Linked DNA regions of Mus musculus: region 1 is linked to region 2. The links are chromatin contacts, called in public HiChIP or PLAC-seq maps. All regions are on one chromosome and are shown on one strand. The core of a region is the stretch at or near the end of the contact, and the rest is flanking DNA. Distances in the headings are between cores, read along the strand shown. Region 1 has its middle 18 kb from the start of Pla2g10os. Region 2 holds the start of 2310015D24Rik (RIKEN cDNA 2310015D24 gene).

Region 1 (4,907 bases), core at 1,354-3,853, 190 kb before region 2:
AGGGAACCTGAGTGCAGTTTCTGGCCTGCATATTGTTCGGCTCAACTGCTTTTGCTCTGGTTCCAAAGAATGTGACATATCTGGCTTCTGCAAGTACGTGTCTGCACATGCTTACTTGCACAAGTGTGTGCTCGAGTAAACACGTGTATACACACACACACACACACACACACACACACACATCCCACAATCAAAATATTTTTAGAGAGAGATCATTCCAAAGCTTTAGAATGGCAGAAGGAAGCCTTTGCTCTTGGCTTGCTTGCCCTCACTCAAGATGCTAAGTCCATTCTGTCACTGGCATCAGAACCTTTGTCTTTGGGAATTCCAGTGTGTACTGAAGATTAGCCCAGTCATCCAGCCTCATGGACTGAGCAACTACTGCATTCGTGGACTTTCCATACATAAGCAGCCATTGTCTGATTAGCTGGACCACATTCTGTAAGTCATTCTACTAAAATCCCATATGTGTGTGTGTGTGTATAATCGCACATATATATGGAATTTTAGATAGATAGATAGATAGATAGATAGATAGATAGATAGATAGATAGATAGATAGATAGATTCTGTTACTACATATTTTGGTACCAGAACTGGTTCTAGAACAACAGAAGTATAAGGATGAATCTTTTTTAAATATCTGGAATAAACTTCAACTCACCAACACATACAGCTACTGAAGCCATTGCATTTACTGAAGCCCATGGTGTGAACTATATTATAAACTTAAGATAAATGCATTTCAGCACCATGATTCACCAATGGTGAGTGGCAATGAATTTGATGTCCTAATATATGAAACCTTTGAGAGCTTGTGTAAAAATAAGGAAAATGATGATATTGGTTGCTCCTAGCATCTCTGGAAAAACTTAAAAAGGATAGAAATGAGCTCTTTGGTAGAATTAACCAATGTCTAGCAGAATACAGTGAAGGGCAGTGATAAAGCTGGCTCCAGATGCCCATCAGCACTCTAAAGGCTTCACTGTGCCCTGGAAGGGAATCATCTTTCCAGCAGCCAGGAAGCCTAAGTTGTAGACAATCACACTGAATTACAAGGAAAACTCAAGCTCCAGCTTGGAGCGTGTCAGTGGTTAAGGGGAATCCTTTAACTTGGGATGGGATGCGTGGGAGGCGCCTACTGAAGCTGAGAACTTTGAACCTTCAGATTCACAAGGGTTTATCTCACCTGAAAAAATAGTCTCTATTTTCTCAGGTGTGGTGGTGCCAAGGGATGTGGTGGTGCACGCCTTTAACCCTAGCACTCAGGAGGCAGAGGCAGGAAGACATTTTAATTTTGAGGTTAGCCTGGTGCCTGGTCTACACAGAGAAATTTGTCTCAAAAAACAAAACAAAAACAAAAGCTGGGCGTGGTGGCACACGCCTTTAATCCCAGCACTCGGGAGGCAGAGGCAGGCGGATTTCTGAGTTCGAGGCCAGCCTGGTCTACAGAGTGAGTTCCAGGACAGTCAGGGCTATACAGAGAAACCCTGTCTCGAAAAAACAACAAAACAAAACAAAACAAAACAAAACAAAACCAAAACAAACAAAACAAAACAAAAAAAAAACCAAAAACAAGAACAAAAAAAGTCTTTCCACCCTCAGCAGAAAATGAGCTTGTCTACCCCTGACATATTGTCTTTTCTGCCTTTGATCCAGGAAATAAATCCTTCATCATTTGCTAAGCCAGATGTGACTTTCTCTGAAGGAGATGCCACTCAAGACAATACTAATGTCCTTCAGGGCCCACCAATATTTGCTCTAGATCTGTAACTAAATTCAAGGCAAAGCAGGTTCCTAGAGGGGAGGTAGAAAAGTATTGTCCTTGAGGAGGTGTGCTATATTATTAAAAAGCCTAATGTGTTTGTTGATTCAAGCAGAAGTCTGGGGAATATGTGTGGGAATGGATTTTAAGGGTATGGGATAATGGTAGAAGGTCATAAAACTAGAAAAGGCTGAGATTATTGACATGGGCCCTCTAAGTGGAGATTCTAGGTTGAATATGTAAACTTACACAGTTAAAAAAAAGTGTCAAAAGTTTGTTTAAATGGTTGGGTGAAGTATTTGTCAAAAGATGGCTTACTTCTGGAGTATGCCTGATATCCCTTGGCTTCGTGTTGATGAAGGGATTGTAAGGTTTGGGGAAATTGCAATGCTACAGCGGGTACTCTGTAAAACCTAACCCTCCATGATGAGAAGGCTCAGAAGACATGCCCTCATGAGTCCTATAAGACACAAAATAGTGAGAGGGGCACCAGCACATTTGAAGAGCTTTATTGTTGCCCCTTTCCTTGTGCCAGACCTTAAGGTTGAAGATGCTGCTGCCCAGTTAACGGATTGAATGGAATTTAATTGGACCCCAATAAGTAGCAGGGGCTGGGCGCCAGCACTGAATCACCAAAAGCAAGGTGACTTATAGGTACATTAAAACTGTTAGGGTAGTTATAATGGGCAGCATAGGCAAAGCAATGTTCATAGTGGCCTGACCCATAATGGTCAGCACAGGCAAAGTGAATTTAATGGTGGGTGACTCATGTGGACATTTAGTGCTACTAATTACTCATGGTGTTTCCAGGCAGGAAATAGATAAGAAGCCACTGAATTTTTGTTTCATCTGTAGAAGCCAAAAAGTTCTCAAACAAATGAAAAGGCTACACTGGATCACAGCAAAGGGGAATCTCGGCCCATGAATCAATTTCCAGACTTGAGCCAGCTGGCAGACCCAGAACCCCTTGAGTGAAAGGACAGTCAGGTTCCCCTAAGGAAGGACGTGGATAAAACATGGAAACATTTGCTGTTAGTCTTTCTCCAGCCCTTCCTCAGAGGGATCTGTGGTCTTTTACAGGGGAAACTGAACAATGGAGGAAAAGAAACAATGAGATGGTTCAACTGCTGGATGCTGGTTCTGAACCAGCAGAGATTCTAGGAGACCTCAAGAAACATTGTGGCCCTCCCATTAAAGCGGGAGCTTATGGACATAAGAGGTTAGGGAGTGGCTGGAGTCTGACACACACAAAGGTCCCGTGGATTCCTGGACTCATCACCAGCCCCCGAATGTAGAATTGGGGTAGATAGACTTAGACCTTGGCAGATGTTGTACATTAGTTCCTTAACTTTTGGAATGAGGGCTATTAAGGTTGGAAAGACTAAATGGAAGCTACTGGAGTTGCCTCTGCTAGGGAAAATAGTGAATCAAAGACAGTGTCAAATGTCTGAAATAATTAGAAAACTAGTGCCACCATCAAGGACTTGAAAGATGCTGGGTGATGGCTGCCACCACATTTCCTTTTGGCTAATGTCCAGGACAGGTGGATCATGGAGCATGACAGTTGGTCACTGAAAATTCAATGAAGTACTGACTCTGATTGCAACTGCTGTAGCAGATGTAGTGTCTTACTTGAACAGATTAATACATCCCCTATACAATATGGTATGCAACTATTGATATAGCAAATGCCCTTTTCTGGGTATCTGCCCATAAGGCCTATCAGAAGTAATTTGCTTTTAGTTGGCAATGCCAGCATTGTACCTTTACTGTTTTACCCCAAGTATATATTAACTCTCCAGCCCTGTGTCTAAGTTAGAAGGAATCTTGATTGTCTGTTTCTTCCATAAAATATTGCATCGGTGCACTATATTGGCAGCATTATGCTGATTAGATCAAGCAAGCAAGAGGGAGCAACCACTTTGTACTGATTGGTAACAATATGCATATCAGAGAATGGGAAATAAATCCAACCAAAATTCAAGGACCATCTACCTCAGTGAAAATCTTAGGAGTCCAGTTGCATGGGGCATGCAGAGATGTTCCTTCTAAGGTGAAGGATGTTATTGCACCTGGTGTCTCCCACCACCAAGAAAGAAGCAACGACATTTACTGGGTCTATTTGCATTCTGGAGACAGCACATTCTTCACTTGGGTGTGTTACTCCTGCCCATATACCAAGAGACTCAGAAAGCTACTAGCTTTGTGTGGAACAGGAGAAGGCTCTTCAATAGGTCTAAGCCGCTGTGCAGGCTGTTCTACCACTTGGAACATATGAGCCCTTAGACCTGGTAGTCCTTGAAGTGGCAGTGGCAGATAGGTATGCTGTTTGGAGCCTTTGCAGGCCTCTATAGGTGAATCACAGAAGAGACCTTTGGGCTTTTGTAGCAAGGCTCTATATCATCTGCATACAATGATCCTCCCTTCGAAAGATAGCTTTTGGCTTGCTGTTGGGCCTTTATGGAAATTGAACTTTGGACAGTGGGCCACCGAGTTACCATTAGACCTGAGCTGCCCATCATGAGCTGGATGTTTCTGACCCAACAAGTCATGATGCAGGACACGTACAGCAGCAATCTGTTATCAAATAGAAGTGGTATATACGTGATCATGCCCGAGCAGGTCCTGAAGGCATAAGCAAGTTACATGAAGAAGCTGCCCATGTAAATGGTTCCTACTATTACAATGCCATCTGTTGCCAAGCGTGCACCTCTAGCTCATGGGGGTGTGCCTTATGACCGGTTGACGGAGGAAAAGGCATGGCTTCATGATAGTTCTGCATGTTATGAAGGCACCACCTAGAATGGGACAGCTGCAGCATTACAATCCCTTTCTGGGACATCCCTGAAAGACACCACTGAAGGAAAATCTTCAGTGGGTTGAACTTCAGGCTGTACACATTTTGCTTGGAAGGAAAAATTGCCAGATGTGTGATTGTTCAGATTCGTGGATTGGCTAGATGGTCAGGGACTTGGAAAGAGCAAGATTAGAAAATACATGAGAAAGACATCTGGGGAAGAAGTATGTGGCTAGAGCTCTCCAAATGGGCAAAGGATGGGAAGATACTTGTGTCCCATGTAAATGTTCATCAAAAGGTGGCTTTAGCTGAGAATCAAGGTGACAGGATAGGCCCATAAACAAA
Region 2 (4,843 bases), core at 1,269-3,768:
CAAGCTAAGAGACTTATCAGAGATAAATGTCCCAAAATGGACAGAGCAGAGGCATCACTTTCCATGTGGCGGGGGCCCAGTAGGGTGAGAGCATTAATAGAGAGATGCCCAAGTGATGGGCACCACAGGAGGCTCAGAAGGCTCCAGGAGCCAGAGTGACACCAAGTGGGCCAGGAGGGACAAATGGTTAGAGGAGACAGAGGGAAGCAGCACCTGAAGAAAGAGGTGAAGTTTGGAGTCAAAGACGGTGGGAGGCAGAAGCCGGCGAAACAAATGATCCGCATACACCTTAAGAGAGTCATATCTGCAGCTCAGTTTGGTTAAGAGAGTCCGAGCCCCTTGAGAGGGAACTCATATATGCTTCTCCTGCATTCCAAGCTCCAGGTGAGTGAAAATGAGACACATCCACTCCTAGGTGTGGGTGAGGGGAAGGCTTTTATTGTAGATATGAGGAAAAGCACAGCCAGGCGTCCAGAGCAAGGAGAGAAAATAGTAGACTGGAGATGACCGTAGACTGAACTGGTCCAGGGGAGGAGAGGAGTAGGGAAAGAGAAGAGAGAGGGACCACAAGAATGCAAGCCAAGCCGGGCGTGGTGGCGCACGCCTTTGATCCCAGCACTCGGGAGGCAGAGGCAGGCGGATTTCTGAGTTCGAGGCCAGCCTGGTTTACAAAGTGAGCTCCAGGACAGCCAGGGCTATACAGAGAAACCCTGTCTCAAAAAACAAAAACAAACAAAAAACAAAAGAATGCAAGCCAAAATGGCAGTTATCTGGGAAAGAGAAGCTGGGTGTGATGGTTTGTATATGTTCAGCCCAGGGAGTGGCACTATTAGAAGGTGTGGCCCTGTTGGATTAGGTGTGGCCCTATTGGAGTGGGTGTGGGCTTTAAGACCCTCAGCCTAGCTGCCTGGAAGCCAGTATTTTGCTAGCAATCTTCAGATAAAGATGTAGAACTCTCAGCTTCTCCTGTGCCATGCCTGACTGGATGCTGCCATGCTCCTGTCTTGATGATACTGGACTGAACCTCTGAACCTGTAAACCAGCCCCGATTAAATGCTGTCCTTTATAAGAATTGTCTTGGTCATGGTGTCTGTTCACAGCAGTAAAACCCTAACTTAGACACAGGGGAAGCGAAGCCCCTGAGCTGGATAGGTTTAGAGTAGGGAATGAGGTGAGAGAGGCAGAGAGGAACCGCAGGTACTGAGTGAGCCTGCAGCCACCATGCACGTCAGCATATTAATTAGGCACCATGGTTAGCCATTTGTCCTGAGTTTCTTTAGGACCTAACAGGTTTTGTATTTATATATTGAGAAGGGTCTTGTTATGTAGCCCAGGCTAGAAGTGAGTTCAAAGGCTCCTAACACAAGGAAATGATGAATGCTTATGCTCCCTACCCAACTCTGATGAAGGCCAACACTGTATACATTCGTAGAAAAACTCATCACACTGTTCTGATAAGCATATATAATTAAAGTCAGCCAAATGTGTCAGCACACGCTTGTTATCTCTGCATTGGAGGGAGGAGGCAGGAGGATCAGCAGCACCCTGGGTTATATGGTGGGACTCTGTGTCAAAAACAAATAAACAAGGGGCTGGGGAAATGGCTCAGATGTAAAGTACTTGCCACACAAGCAATAGGATCCGAGTTCAATCCCCAGCATCCACAGAGAAGCCGGTAATCCAAGAGCCGAGGAAGTAGACCCAGGCAATCCTCGCTGGCCGGCTTGTAAGTCTAGGCAATTGGTGAGTCGAGTTCAGCAAGAGACGCTTGATGAAGACACCTGACAGCGATCTCTGGCTTCCACACTCATACAAGCATACACACATTTCTCCACAATTCCCACAGCACCCCACGCCTCAAATCAGTTAAAGATGTTAAGGACAATCGTGGAGAAGGCAGGACAGAGCAGAATGATAACACGATTCACTAAGACCTCCACCACTGAGGCAGAGGCAGGGCCAGCGTCTTTGAAGCTGCTTATTCTTAGGGTGTGGCCCAGATCCCGACACATCAGTGTCACCTGAGAACTACTCAGAAAGGCACATTCTTGGGCCCCACTCCAGGTCGACTGACTCACAGCTCCAGGGATGCAGCCCAGCAGTCTGCAGACACAGCCTCCTGGGGATTCTGGTGCCCACAAGAGCTTGGAAGTCCCTGAAAGTCCCACAGTTGTTCAGGGTCAAATCTGTGTCTAAGTCTTGTTGACATCAGGAGTCTGCACTCTGAAATGGACAGTGCCTTAGGTTTGAACAAGCTGGGCCACGTGGAAAATGAGTCTTTCACGTACAGGAGTCCAACTCTAAGACGCTCTTGTCACTCACACTGAGAGCCTCATTGATGTGACAGGAGCTGTATTGTCATTATTACTACCGTCCCCAAAAGGAGAAAGGAAAGCTAACAGCAGTTTACAGCATCACTCAGTCGCTGTCTGACAAGAAGTCTGGAAGACACCGAGTTACTTAGGCGATGGGAGAACTTTTCGGATTGCTGCATTTGTTGTTGTTCTGGAACCTTCTAAAGCTCACTCTGAGTACCTCCAGAACTAGCTTTCTCCCTGACAAACTAAAGGAAGTTTTGGCCCCTTGACGTCTTTGTGAGGTTGGCAATCCCCCTGGTCAACCAGAGAACCAACAGGTTTGTTGTTTTTTTACTCCATCTGTTTTGATTCAACTATAAGGGATAGTTTCTAGAACATTCAGACTTCAGGCATCTCTTTGTAAAGTGTCTCAGTTGAATGTCATCTTGCCTATGATCCTTGTGTAAAGAACTTCCAACTCCTGGTTTCAATGACAGGTGGGCCTCAGCCATTTAGAAGGGCCAGGGATTGGAAGGGACCAGGGGCACGGGAGGGGGTTCTGGGACTCTATTTTACTCATGGTTGGGACTACAGTTTAGGATCTAGACTGGCACACTGGAGCTAAGCTTAGCTTCCCCGGATAGTGAAAGCTGTACCAGAGGCCAGGGCTGAGGGTGAAATGAGGCTCCTGCCCAGCCGGGCGCCCTGGGGAGAGCCTCCTATCTGGAACAGAAAATACTCCAAATATTTCCTTTTGGGAATGGGGAGGATAAACCAGATGAAATGTGAAGAGGTGTCTGAAGGCTGGAGGAAACTAGCAGGCCCTTCCAGAACTTCTATTTGCGGTGAGAAACCTTGGCATGGGGCAGCCAGCTCTACTGCAAAAATAGACCAGTGTGCCGAGAAACAGCTCAATTCTGGAAGCAAACGTTCCTCTGCAGGAAAGAGCTTCTCTCCCTCTGCTTCATTCTGCTCTGTACCACAAAGAAGAAGGAGAAAGATAAGCATTTGCTTGTATGCAATGTGTGTGTTTGTGTTTGTGTGCGTGTGCGTGTGTGTGTGTGTGTGTGTGTGCACATGACCATACGCACGTGGTCAACCTTGGGTGTAAATTTCCTTGGGTGCTACCTACAGATTTTTGGTTTTCGTTTGATTGTTTCTGAGACAGGGTCTCCTACTGAGACCTGGTGCTCACCAGGTTGGGTAGGCTGGCCAAGGAGCTTCTGAGATCCTTCTGTCACACCCAGTGTTGGGGTCACACCCTGATTTTTGCATGGGCTTGGGGGATCAAGCTTAGGTCCTCATGCTCGAATGGCAAATGCTTTACTTCCTGGGGCATCTCCTCAGTGCCCAGAGAAGCATTTTAAGAAAAACTGGAGTGTCTATGCAGAGTCATGGCTTCTCTATCAGAACCAAAGCCATTAAAAGAGACATGGGGCAAAAAGATTTGAGATCACTGCCTGGACATCCCGAGTCTCACAATCCACCAGCTGCTATGACACAGTGGAGCATCAGCTCTGCTTTCTGTTCATTTCCTTTTGCTTCTATAAAGGTGAGATGACAATGAAAATAAGGCCCAGTGTACAGCAAAAGGGATGTAGCAAGACAGAAGTGACTGTGACTCAGATGTTATCAAAGACAAGATGAAGCCTGCCTGAGAACCCTCCTCTTAAACAGCAGGTCAGTAAGGTGTGACAGTACTGTAGAAAAAAACCACAAGAGCAGGTGTAATCCTGAGGGCATACTCATTCTGGACTCTGAGGGGCTCAAAGGGCTCTTCTCTATACAAAGCCATTCTCTTTCAGGAGCCCAGACCCTGAGCAGGGAGAGAGTCAGGTCCCAGATGGAGATGCTGATCAACTTCATAGCATCACCATGGAGCCAGATCTGGAAATTCTCTAGGGGTTGCTGAACAACCCTGTCATCCCTACCTGACCTCAGCCGCCGAGTCCCTGTGAACACTGTCCGCAAGCAATCATCCCGGCGGGGGGGCTTTGTTCTGCAGTCCAAGCCACCTGGAGAAGAACGTGTAAGGTGGAAGTATGGAGAAAGATGGCTCACAGATACAGGAAAGCTGCAGAGGGAGCCGAGTCAGTTCCAGTGTTCATACAGGGGCAGACTATGGCAACTACAGCCTAAAATGGTGAGCAAGTGGTTTCTGAGGGCTCCGTACAGAGCAGTGGCTACTGCTGAGGTGACCTGTTTGTCGGGTACCTGATCTACTCATTATACACTATCTACAGCTATTAAAATGTCATGCTGGAAGGGTAAAAAAGGGTACCTCACAAGCACCAAGACCTGTGTTCAATCCCAGAAACCGTATGAGAAATGCCAGGCTGAGCCTGTGCCTGTAAGTCCAGCCCAGGGGAGACAGTGGCAGCAGGATCCTTGGAGCTCTCTGACCAGCCAGCCTACCTATAATGAGTGAGCTCCAAACCCAAGGGAGACCCTTTAAGGAGGGTCTTAAAGGAGCTGCAGAGTTTTCCTAAGGATACTGCACAAGACTACCCTCTGACCTCCACAATCATATGTACACGTGTACACAC

The links. HiChIP or PLAC-seq counts read pairs in DNA pulled down with a chosen protein or histone mark.
Region 1: a FOXA1 HiChIP or PLAC-seq map of pancreatic cancer cells shows a contact between it and region 2. The contact joins the enhancer-like site here to the promoter of 2310015D24Rik in region 2. A contact is called at or near these places in 4 of 39 promoter capture datasets (the C10 cell line, cranial neural crest, embryonic stem cells and 1 more), 1 of 15 datasets of contacts at CTCF or cohesin (large pre-B cells), 6 of 484 Hi-C or Micro-C datasets (B cells, the CH12 cell line, ECoMG-derived neutrophils and 3 more) and 1 of 115 datasets of contacts at active chromatin or transcription factors (pancreatic cancer cells).

The regions. Positions count from the first base shown.
Region 1 is chr16:13,709,802-13,714,708 of GRCm38.p6, reverse strand. No RefSeq gene overlaps it. Among named protein-coding and RNA genes, the nearest start is that of Pla2g10os, 18 kb to the left of the region's middle. Within about 2 kb of position 2,603, at least 5 of the 459 cell types and tissues checked have an H3K27ac peak or open chromatin away from gene starts, as enhancers often do. A contact at or near this core is called in pancreatic cancer cells, where this site is marked.
Region 2 is chr16:13,518,782-13,523,624 of GRCm38.p6, reverse strand. It overlaps 2310015D24Rik (RIKEN cDNA 2310015D24 gene), which reads left to right and starts at 2,518. Exons shown (of 4, transcript NR_160674.1): 1 at 2,518-2,635; 2 at 3,850-3,977; 3 at 4,103-4,440.